Regions from separate parts of the Sus scrofa genome. Here region 2 is linked to region 1. Evidence: chromatin contacts called from public promoter capture Hi-C data. All regions are on one chromosome and are shown on one strand. Each heading gives the region's core, a stretch centred on a gene start, on an enhancer-like site or on the middle of the called end of the contact. The rest is flanking DNA. Distances are from core to core; before and after follow the strand shown.

What was found. Promoter capture Hi-C pulls out the DNA fragments that hold promoters and counts their contacts.
Region 2: a contact with region 1 is called in a promoter capture Hi-C map of liver, with 5 times the contacts expected there. The contact joins the promoter of THNSL1 here to the enhancer-like site in region 1. A contact is called at or near these places in 1 of 5 promoter capture datasets (liver), 6 of 47 Hi-C or Micro-C datasets (embryonic fibroblasts, fibroblasts, liver and 1 more) and 1 of 2 datasets of contacts at active chromatin or transcription factors (skeletal muscle).

The regions. Positions count from the first base shown.
Region 1 is chr10:50,263,539-50,268,829 of Sscrofa11.1, reverse strand. All of the region lies in intron 3 of LOC102166141 (a long non-coding RNA gene), which reads right to left. It overlaps LOC102166227 (a long non-coding RNA gene), which reads left to right. Exons shown (of 4, transcript XR_002336361.1): 1 at 1-54; 2 at 1,887-2,643; 3 at 2,781-2,975; 4 at 4,295-5,291. Among named protein-coding and RNA genes, the nearest start is that of THNSL1, 44 kb to the left of the region's middle. Within about 2 kb of position 3,364, at least 6 of the 83 cell types and tissues checked have an H3K27ac peak or open chromatin away from gene starts, as enhancers often do. A contact at or near this core is called in liver, where this site is marked.
Region 2 is chr10:50,306,431-50,312,245 of Sscrofa11.1, reverse strand. THNSL1 (threonine synthase-like 1) reads left to right here and starts at 1,662. Exons shown (of 2, transcript XM_021064910.1): 1 at 1,662-1,692. It overlaps ENKUR (enkurin), which reads right to left and starts at 1,637. Exons shown (of 6, transcript XR_002336356.1): 1 at 1,031-1,637.

The DNA.
Region 1 (5,291 bases), core at 2,115-4,614:
TGCCTGCTGCCTCTTGCTGCTTTTGGATCATGGATCCTGGGGCTCGGATAAAAGGTATGATTCTCTCCAGCTCGTGTGCTAAGCCTGTGTGAGTGAGGGTCGGCAATGTGCCTGGCTTTGCCAGCAACACAGATAAATCAACACTTAAACCTTTGGGAAGCCATTGAATACGTAATGTTCCCTTGATTCAATGATTCTTTCATTCCAGGACAGATAAAACACTAAGTAGCTTTCCAACATGAAATTTGGATGTCACCCAATCCCTTGGAAGAGCTGACAAATCTGCCCCCTGGGAATTGGTCAACACAAAGAAAGCAAGATCTACAGGAGGCCTCTCGCTTGTGGTGGTGTGTCCAGAGGCTTTTCCTGATGTGCTCTCTGAGTTGGGTCTTTGTTTCCCTGCCTGTTAAAACGACGTCAATGAGGTCACACCTACAAAAGCACTTGGTAACAGCCAGATCCAAGAGACATGTTATGTTAGGTGCTGGTAAAATTACTGAATTTCCCATTGATGGGGCATCATTTTACAATTCTGATCAGATACATACCGATGAAAAACTGTCTTCCAATTTAATAATAACTCCCAATTACAGGGCCTTTACTATGTGCCAGGTACTGAGCTAAGCTCATTAAAATACAAAATCTTGTTTAAAGTAGTATCTCTAATAATAAGTTTATTTATATTTATTATTAAGTTATATGTGAGAAAGCCAAGGTTTCAAAAAGTGAATGATTTGCTCCATGTTATAAAGCTTGGACGAGTTAGCAGGCATCTGGCCCACATTTGTCTGATTTGTCACATGAGAATTCTATTGATTTAACTTTATCTCCTGTACTTCCAAAAAGGAAGGACTCTCATTCTGGTGAAGGTGGGAATGGCTTTCAGTGAATGTCTACAGTAGCCTCTGCCCAGCCAAGGTCCTACTCTGGGCATCAGGCCATGGCCTGAGACTTGCCTGTTCAGTGGATGCTGTGGTGGCCCATCCAGACCCTCTTTACCAGCCACTGAGCCCATCCTGTAGCTGCTGCAACTCACAGCTGCCCCAGTTCTGGAGACTTCTCCACTCCCTCTGCCCCAGCCAACTTGCGATCCTTGTGGAGCCTCCCCACCCACCCTGACTGACCTAACAGACCTGCTGTACCTTAACAGCAGCAGATGGTGGGCAGGCACAGGCCAGCCTCCTCACCTAAAGGTGGCGCCTAATTTAGGTGCAATTTGTGCTCTAGGGTGTCCCGCTGGGAGCCATACTGAAGCTGGTCTCCATCTACGACTATGTTCTTGCTTAGCCTTTCCCCCAGGACCTCCAGACCCACTCTTTTCTCTTATTCCCCTGTCCTGAGAGCACACGCCAGGAAGTCACAGAAGCAAGAATCCCCCTTTTAGGCTTTGCTTCTAGGAAAAGTGAGCTAAGACAATTGGGCTATGTTGAGTTTTTCTATGACATATTCCTTACCTCTTCTTCAAAAAATTCCATGCTTTTTAAGCCTTCATTTAAAGACATTTTCTCTCTGAGCTTATTTAGGTTATTTCTGCTGCTGTCTGAAATGAATTCTGGTTTCTTCCTTTTCATCTGGGGTGGGGGGGGGAGCAGACCATTGTAACAGTGAAATTGTGAGATCATGGACATTTGCTGCCATCAAGGATCTGCTGGGAAGCAGCTGTTTCTGCCATCTAATTATTGAGAGAGGAAATGGCTTAATATTATCTATTTGGGTCCCTGATTCTTGTCATACATTTACAAAATTGTTGAGATCCCTTCTCGACAATCCACCACATAGCCCCTATTTGGTGTAAAATCACCACAGCCCTAATTCCCCAGGGCTGCCAGGCATACAAAGGTCTTTTTTCCTCTCAGGGTGTCTAAAATGCTGTTTTCTTCCCTCAGGGAAAACACCCTCGCTGCACACTGGTTCCTCCATCAGCCTCCAAAGGAGCCTGTGATAACCGCATTGAGGCACTATGACTTGGCTCTTACGTGGGACCCTGAAGCAACCACAGCACAGCAATTCTTTGAGCTGAAGAAATGAATACATAAAATAAAAAGGCACTTTCCAAAGGGACCAATCTTACAATCTGAAAGAAAAGCTTCTCTGATAAACGGGCACAATATTGGCTGTTGAGGGAAAGTATCTGTTTGGGGAAACTGCCAAAAGGATTAGGCATTCAGTTTCCGCCAGTTAATCATTTACAATTATGAGTCCAGGCAGATCAATAAGATCCACCACAAAGAGATAAGAAAGTTGGAGAGCAACAGAGGAACCATTTACAAGTGCAAAGTCTAGAGATGAGTCCACGTGGCCAATGCAATGGCTCTCATGGTTCCGCTGTCCCCACTGGGGGCCATGGCTTGAAGGCAGGGTGAGGACAACAGGGAATGGGATTTCGGATTCATCACTGGAGGGCGCCAAGTTCTTACCAAGTAGCTGGGCTTTCAGGCGCTTTGGGCGGAACTCTTTGTCTTCTACAACTTTCTATGTTTTTTTGCTCATTACTTATAATCTTGGATTGATCTTTTTAGCTTCACAAATCTTTCCATTGGTAAAGCCATTATTTAGTCTGCATATTTTCGTCACCTACCTTCCCTTCCCCATTCACTTTCAGACCCTGACAACCTTTTCTCATTCCATGGAGCCCTTCTCCAGGTAAGATACTGTTCAAGCAGCTGGCACACTTGTTGTTGAGATTCGCATAGTTCACTAGATAAATCCCAGGTACTCCTTCACCTGTTTACTGATGGTCCTAATCAGCCATTCTCGTTTTCTTGCCTCTTTCTCTCCAGATCATTTTCCTTCAAGACACTGCCTCTCTGGATTGCCTGTTAGCCTAGCAAAAATCTTGGAAGGAAATTAGCTCAAAGAAGGACTTCCTGTATCTATCTGGAAGAGATACCTCTAAGCTTTCTTTCAAATAGTAATAAATGCTTGAAATGCGCCCTCATCCAGGTAGAAATTTCCTGCTGACATCACTTTACCAGGTAATGTTCCTTTTCTTCCCTGCTAAACATATTCACTTCATGGTACACAATACAAATGTCTTTCTATATATCAAACACGCCCCATCACAGACACCTGTAAATGACCAAATGAGTTCTGTGAAGGACAGAAAGCCATTTAGAGCTTATTAAACATTATTTGGGCCATTTACAATCAATGCGAATTGAGCTGAGCAGAGTCAAAATAAAACTTGAAATGGTAACTAATTTTTCCGGTTCTCTTTACCTTGCAGAACCATCAAAACAAAGATCTCAAAGTCCATGTATTAATCTGTCTCTAATTGAAGGCCTTGTTTTCTCTAGGCAAGATCTTCAATAATGTCATTCTTTTTTCCTGACTTCTGACCCAGGAGAACAGTGATTGGCTGGGCCCAGCACTGCCCTCCTCCCAGGGAGGCAGGTGGAATGAGGCCTTAATGTCCTACTACCACCGTGGTGGTAGGAAAAAGATTGTTTCTCAATTTTTCCTTCTCATCCCCCGACTCTCTCCCCACCCCTCCCTGCATGCCTGCCCCTGCCTTCTCCTGCCAACCATTTCTTGCTCTTGGTTAACTGTTTAAACCTCCCCCCCTTTTTGGGATAATTACAAAAGGCAAACTATCACTTTTCTTGGGAATAGTGATAGATACAAATAAACTGTGATTATAAAATTAATACATATTCACGTTAACAGGATTTTTTTTTTTGAAAATACAAGAAATTAGATGAAATATAAGTTCCTCTGTAACTCTACCTTTCAGAGATACGGATCTCAGAATTTTGATGCCTCTGCTTTTTTTTTTTTTTAAATTAAAAAATTGAGATAATGTAGCTCCTGCTGTGGCTCAGTGGGTTAAGAACCTGACCCAGTATTTGTGAGGATGCCTGGCCTCGCTTAGTGGGTTAAGGATCTGGTATTGCCATGGCAGTTGTGACTCCGATTCGACCCTTAGCCCAGGAACTTCCATATGCTGTAGGTGTGGCCATAAAAAGAAAAAAAAAATTGAGATCACTTTTTAATATCAGATCTCCACTTAACACTATTTGGCAATCATTTCTTATGTCATTAAAATTATTACTGGAGTTCCCACTGTGCAACAGGATTGGCAGTGTCTCTGCAGCGCCAGGATGCAGGTTTGGTCCTTGGTCTGGCACGGTGGATTGAAGAATCCAGCGTTGCCATAGCTGCAGTATAGATTGCAGCTGTGGCTTGGATCTGATTCCTGGCCCGGGAAGTCCATATGCCTTGAGGCAGCCAAAAATAAAAATAAAATAATTATTAAAGCATGGTTTAATTTTTTTTTTTTTTTTTTTTCCTGCAGCTATAGCAAGAGGAAGAGTTCCTGAGCCAGGAATCACCTGTGCCACAGCAGTGACAATGCTGGGATCCTTAACCCACTGAGCCACCTGGGGCCTCCTAAAGCATGATTTTAAAGTTGTCATCATATCACATCCTGTGGCTTCATCATTGTTCATTCTTCTATTCCCTCGGTATGGGGCAACTAGTCTCCTTATGATTTTGCTACTGTAAATAATACTATAACATACTTTCCCCTCATACATCTGTGGCGTTTTAATAGGGGACATTTGAAGACTCCCAAGAAATGTCTCTTTAACACAAAACTGCAGAAATCGGTTACAGGAGGAGTTATAATTTTGAAGGAAAAAGACTTTTGCTTCACTTGCCTGCTAAAAAGGTGAACTACCTTTGTGTGTGGCTGAGGTCAGAGATGGATGAAGCAACTGCTAGGTGATCACCGAGGTAGGAGGAAAGAGGGGTGAGAAAGCTGACCAGTCTTCAACTAGTAAATGGAGATCACAGGCTTCCTATCTTCCACTTTCCACCTATCATTCCAAAACGGAAGTAAGGCTGGCCCCTCGTGTGTGTTCATGTCCACTCTTCCCATTGTCTGACTTGAGACACACACTGTATAAACCCTCGATGACAGGCTGCTAAAGGAAGAGCTAAACCCATGAATTAAGAGTTCCTCAAAGAGAGGTGTGGCTGAGGCAGAAGTGACAGCTTCATCCCCTCCCAGCTTCCATTGTTCCTGAGTACTCAGTAGATGTACTTAGTACTTAGTAGATGTACTTAGTACTTCAGATGACTGCTGTTGGGCAAGTTCTTCCCAGTAGAAATCTGCAGAAGGACCCTGCCTCCCCCTAGTGGATGTTAGCGCGAGGTGAACAGGCGGATTCTCCTGCAAGGTCCAGAAGCCAAGAATCGTGTCCTTACATGCCCTCCTGAGATAATGGAAGCTGTGTTTCTGGAGGAGACTCCTCCCACTCCATAGAAGCTCTTGTCTTTCGCCAGCCATC
Region 2 (5,815 bases), core at 413-2,912, 45 kb before region 1:
CACCCCAAGTAATTACTTTAGTAATCTAGTAATTATTTTTTTTTAAATAATTGACAATTATATCTGAAACACCTTAAAGATTATCTACTTTATTTAGTTTGTTTTATAGGTGAGAAAACAAATGAAAATGTATTCATGGTCACAAAACCAATTGGCATCCTGTTTTGGGTTTTAATTTTTGTTGTTGTCTTTAATTTGTTTTAGTTTAGTGTTCTTTCAATGTGGCTCTGACTTGTATCAGGAAAAGAAGAAAGGTAAAAAACTGAAGATCCTAGGAGGAATGAGATTTTCTCTACCAGTTACCTTCTTTTCTCACCATAGATTTAAGTTCTAAGTCCCTACAAAGAAGAGTAACTGGGATGTCTACTCTGTGGTTATCTTTTTAAAATTTAGGCAATTTAAGGGGTTCTAACACCTATGTAAATATTTTAACTCATTTACATATTTTGGGTATCAACTCTTCATCAACTATTAGATTTTTAAAAAAGGCCTTAGAAACTATTTTTTCCATTTATTTCGTTTCACCAAAAACTGAGACTCCAAAACAAATAGAAATTTATATTTGACAATAATTTTGGGAAAAATAAGTATTATCCCTTTAGAGAAGGAGCAGTGGAGTAGTCATAAATAAAACAATGAACCCCTGAAACCAAAGATCAATATATCCTAACCCGGGATAACAAATGGTGATTTTTCTCTTTTCAACAATAGGAAATTTCAGGCTGTTATATACCACATCATACAGGGACAAGCAAACAAATTAAATACAATTACATACCGTATTAACAGGAGGCTAACAAAAGAAAATATTCCTCTTACAGTACTGGACCTCCCTGTCTGTGAATTGAGATGCTAAATACTTAGATTTTGCAACCTCTTCTTCAAGAAGCTGTCATCCAAGGCTACCTCACTAAAACAAAAATATATGTTATTTCTTTTCGAAAATCCTAGGACGCTGATGTAATCGTGAAATGGAACAATTATTTTCCCCATTCTTGTTTCAAGTGATGATCTTTGCTTACCCACATACCTAGGAGGCTGAGGAGGCTCCTTCCAGTCACTGGGTATGAGGTTATAAATGCTCTCAGAAGAGTACGTTGGATCCATGGCCACCAAATGATTCCTTAAAACTACTCAGCTTTTTTCTCACTATACCAATATCTCCATCCCTTTCTTCACTGCTCCCCCTTTCCTCTCCTACTCTCCTGCCTTCTCAAGGAACTAAGGCTTCTGTGTGTCACACAATTCCCCTTTGACCTCCTCTAAGCGGTCCTCTCTTGGGAAGAAAATAAAATAACTTTTCTATCACTCCTGGGATTGCTTAGCGTTGTTGACGGCGTGGTTGCCGTGGAAACAGTTACTAGGCAACGGGGAAGTGGCAGGCAGCACCGCAAACTAGGTTTCCTCTCTTCCTCCCTCTGCAGCTCCCTTCCTGTCACAGAAGATCAACATAAAAACCATTCTTTACATGTACCTTTGGGGAAAAAGGAGTGAAGAATGACGTCCCCTTAAAAATGTTGCTCTTTTCTGTCTCTGCGTTTGGAGAGAAAGATAAACTTTACCAGAGACAGTCCGGAAGCGACGCTGGTGAGCGGGCGTCACACAACACGCGCGGGCTCCAACCCGGAGGGGCGGGGCGAACGGCTGCGGCCACGCAGACGCACGTCCAACGTCGAGAGCGCGACGGGGGAGGTGAGGAGCCCGAGGCGCGGGTGGAGCACGCGTACCCAATGCCCGGCTGCTCGGGCCGTGGGCGTGGCCCGCAGACCCGGAGGTCGGCACGGGCGCAGGCGCGGAGGCCACAGCGCGCGGGCGGGGCGGGCCTAGCGAGGCCTGGGGTCTGGGCGGTGGGCCAGCACTGACGAGGGCCAGCGGTACGGGGCTGCGTCCCGAGGAGGCGGCACTAGCGGCTCCTTCCCATTTCCTTTCCTTTCTCCCGTCTTCTCAGTGTGGTTTTCTTGGTGAGTTATTTGAGAAGGAAGGGAAACTGTACACTCCAGTCCGTTCCCACCGCATGTCTTTTCCCCTCTGTTCCTTCGCCTTTCCACTGCTCGGTGGTGATCCCCACGCCGTGTCCGCGCTCACCTTCCCTACTGCCTCTGTCCCGGGCTCAGCCCTGACGCCACCTGTGCAAGCGCGCCCGCGCCCAGCCGTCCACCTGTCGCGCCCCTTCCTCCCCTCGACCACCTGCTTCCCTTTCTCCTGCGCCTCGCCCCTTCACCACCTCCTTAACTCTTGATCGGGCTTCTTTCTTCTCGTAGGTCTTGACTTTATTAGACGAACAGCCTAACCAAGAAGGAGAAGCCTTTTCAATGGGCACTTGGATTTTTGCCCCCCCCCCTTCCTTTGGTGTCCCTTTTAGAAAATGGCCTTAGAATCGGTTTATTCCTTTGGCACCATTTGATCTTCCATGAACCGACTTATACCAAAATGACTGCTGAAAGAAGCTGTTAGAAGCCTTTGCCTTCCAGAGGCTCTAAAAGACATTTTGGCAGTATGATTTGGGCCGGATGATAATGATTCTGAACCAAACTTGTAATAGGGGCCACTCTGCCCAAAGGGAGTAAGGATTCTCAAAGATAGAAAAGGCCAGTTTTGGTCGTCTTACTGCCAGGTGCTCGGTGGAGGGATCAAAACAGCATGGTGGCTTGGTTAACTTAGGCTATGCTGAATGTATCGTCTCTCTCAGTGAATTTAACTAGGTAAGAATAAATTTAGAATAAATTTCAGATAAATGGCACCTTGAAGATGGTGCTCATGTTCTTTACATCAGATTTTCTATTTTCCAAAACATTTTGTAAGGATACAGCCACTTTGCCCTTTTCCTTTACATTTTGAGTATTTTATGTTTTGGGGGTTTTTTGCTTAGCATTTATAGAGGAAACTTCTGTTCTCTTTGTATGCTAAGATTTGAATTAAGGACTCAGAATGATAATACCGTTAGCCAAGTGCATAGTCATTGCCCAAAGTTTATAAATTTTCTAATTAGAAGGAACATTTTAGGACTCTTTATGTTAATCAGTCCCTAAAAGAGCCAATAAGGACAAAGCGTGATTTCTCCAGTTAGTAAGCATCAACTGACCTTAGGTAGTCTTGACTTTACTAAATACAGTAATTTCACTGATGTCAGTATATTTATTGTGGTTTTAAAAATACAAAACAGGATTAAGGTCTCACACTGTGGTATATCTAGTGTACAGTCTTAATGCAGTTGTTAATCATCTGGAAAGGAACATTTTTTCCTTTAGATAATTGGTTTATAATTCTTCTTGCCTTTTGAAAGCATCTTTACAAAGAATAAATTTCTAATTTTTATAATTCCTTCAAAATGGCAATCCTGTTCAAGGAAATGCCACTGTCCAGTATTCCACAGGGAATTAGTATTGGTGTACCATCAGAATTAGTATTGGTGAACTTTTTCTGTACAGGGCTAGATGATACATATTTTAGGCCTTTGCAAGCCAGATGGTTTCTCTCAAAACTACCCAGCTCTACCATTATAACTCAATAGCAGCCAAAGACAATATTTAACAAACAAACAAATAAGTGAGCAAAGTTTAGTTCCCGTGAAACTTAATTAACAACAACGGGGGGTGGGGTGGGGTGGGGGAATAAATGGTTGTACATACAAATTAGATTTTTTCCTGAAGAATATTTTAATCTATGTAGATGAATAAAATGGGCAGAGTTGGGAATATAAGACAACTGAAAATAAATCCTTTCTAAAGCCATAGTCCTTACAAATTCCTTACGATATTTTTCTAAGTTAAAGAATTGTAGGAGTTCCCGTCGTGGCGCAGTGGTTAACGAATCCGACTAGGAACCATGAGGTTGCGGGTTCGATCCCTGACCTTGCTCAGTGGGTTAACGATCCGGCGTTGCCGTGAGCTGTGGTGTAGGTTGCAGACACAGCTCGGATCCCGCGTTGCTGTGGCTCTGGCGTAGGCCAATGGCTACAGCTCCGATTGGACCCCTAGCCTGGGAACCTCCATATGCCGCGGGAACGGCCCAAAGAAATAGCAAAAAGACAAAAAAAAAAAAAAAAAAAAAAGAATTGTAAAGGCTATATAAAATGTCTTGTGAATTAGATACTTGAGACCATTAAGAGAATATCTGACTTCAGACCAACACCAGGAAAGGCTTCGTCAGCTTTGATTCTAAGACAAATAAGAGTAGTGAACTTGATTTAAGATCCCTGTGATTACCACAGGGCACTGAAGTGTGGTCCTTCCACCTCCTCCACCTGGCTGTTTCAGTCAGCTGACTAACTGGAGGGCTTGTTAAGAGGATTTTTACTTAGTAGTCAGAAGCAGCAAAGCTTCTAACCTGCTGGTTAGTTTGTATTCTACTATGGTTGCCTTTTTTTATTATTTCTTGGAAAACAATTTACTGCTGTAAAATGCTGTAATTTTTAAGAATTTTTTAAAACCTCAGAATACCTTTCTTCATAAAATAGTGGACTAGATTTAATCATTCTTAGAAATTTAAATAGAGATTGTATTAAGATAGGATGCCAAGTAGTTCTTTGATGAACTCATTCATGATGAGTCACGTCTCATCATGAAATAATTTTTGAAGTGCCATGTCTTAGGTTTTATTTGGGGAGGGTATATAATAAACATTTTTAAATGTGTGACAAATGCTAAATTTTATTTTTTGCTTATGGAGGTTCCCAGGCTAGGGGTCGAATTGGAGCTACAGCTGCCAGCCTACACCACAGCCACAGCAACGCAGGATCTGAGCCACTGAGCGAGGCCAGGGATAGAACCCACAACCTCATGGTTACTAGTTGGATTCGTTTCCACTGCATCACAACGGGAACTCCCTAAATTATTTTTGCCAAGAAGATTTTGATGATTTCCCAGAGATACTGGAAACTATTTTTATAATGGAATTGAACAATTCTAGCCTACTTTGGAAGCAAAAATTGATAATGGGCTTAGTATGATTTCGGTTGATTAGTCATCTAGTGGTAAATATAGAAAAATATCACTGTAAATAGCTGCCTGAAAATTAATATGTATTTCTGGCTTAAAATGTAATTTTGTTAGCATTCTTCGGAAATAATTTTAAAACATTTTAAAAAGTGATTTCTGTACTTTTTCCCCCTTGAATTCTTTATTCAGTTTTGGTCAGCTTGCCACAGTAAAATTATTAAATATCATACTTCAAGGTTACACAATACTTGAATTAATATATACATGTGGACATTCTGTTTTTGTTTTTTAAAGTTCTTGCTGTGATATACATCACTGCCTTTTCATTATTCTATTTGAATGACAAGTGACTTCCATGTCTAAAATGTATCCATTGGACCTAGTGGGTCAAAAAGCTCCACTGTAAGTGATAGTAAGAAAAACCTATTTAAAAAGTATTAATGTGGAGTTCCCGTCGTGGCGCAGTGGTTAACGAATCTGACTAGGAACCATGAGGTTGCGGGTTCGGTCCCTGGCCTTGCTCAGTGGGTTAAGGATCCGGTGTTGCTGTGAGCTGTGGTGTAGGTTGCAGATGCGGCTTGGATCCTGTGTTGCTGTGGCTCTGGCGTAGGCTGGTGGCTACAGCTCCAATTCAACCCCTAGCCTGGGAACCTCCATATGCTACGGGAGTGGCCCAAAGAAATAGCAAAAAGACCAAAAAAAAAGTATTAATGTGTAATGGAGTGGTATAGACCTTCCATCCAGTGAGGAATCAGAGAGTTTACTATAAAATATTTTTGTGTAGAACTTGGTTGTACAAAAATTATTTGAGACCATCATGATTCAGTAAAATCTGAGTACTTTATGGCTAAGAGATTTGGTCTTTGAGTACTGTTTTT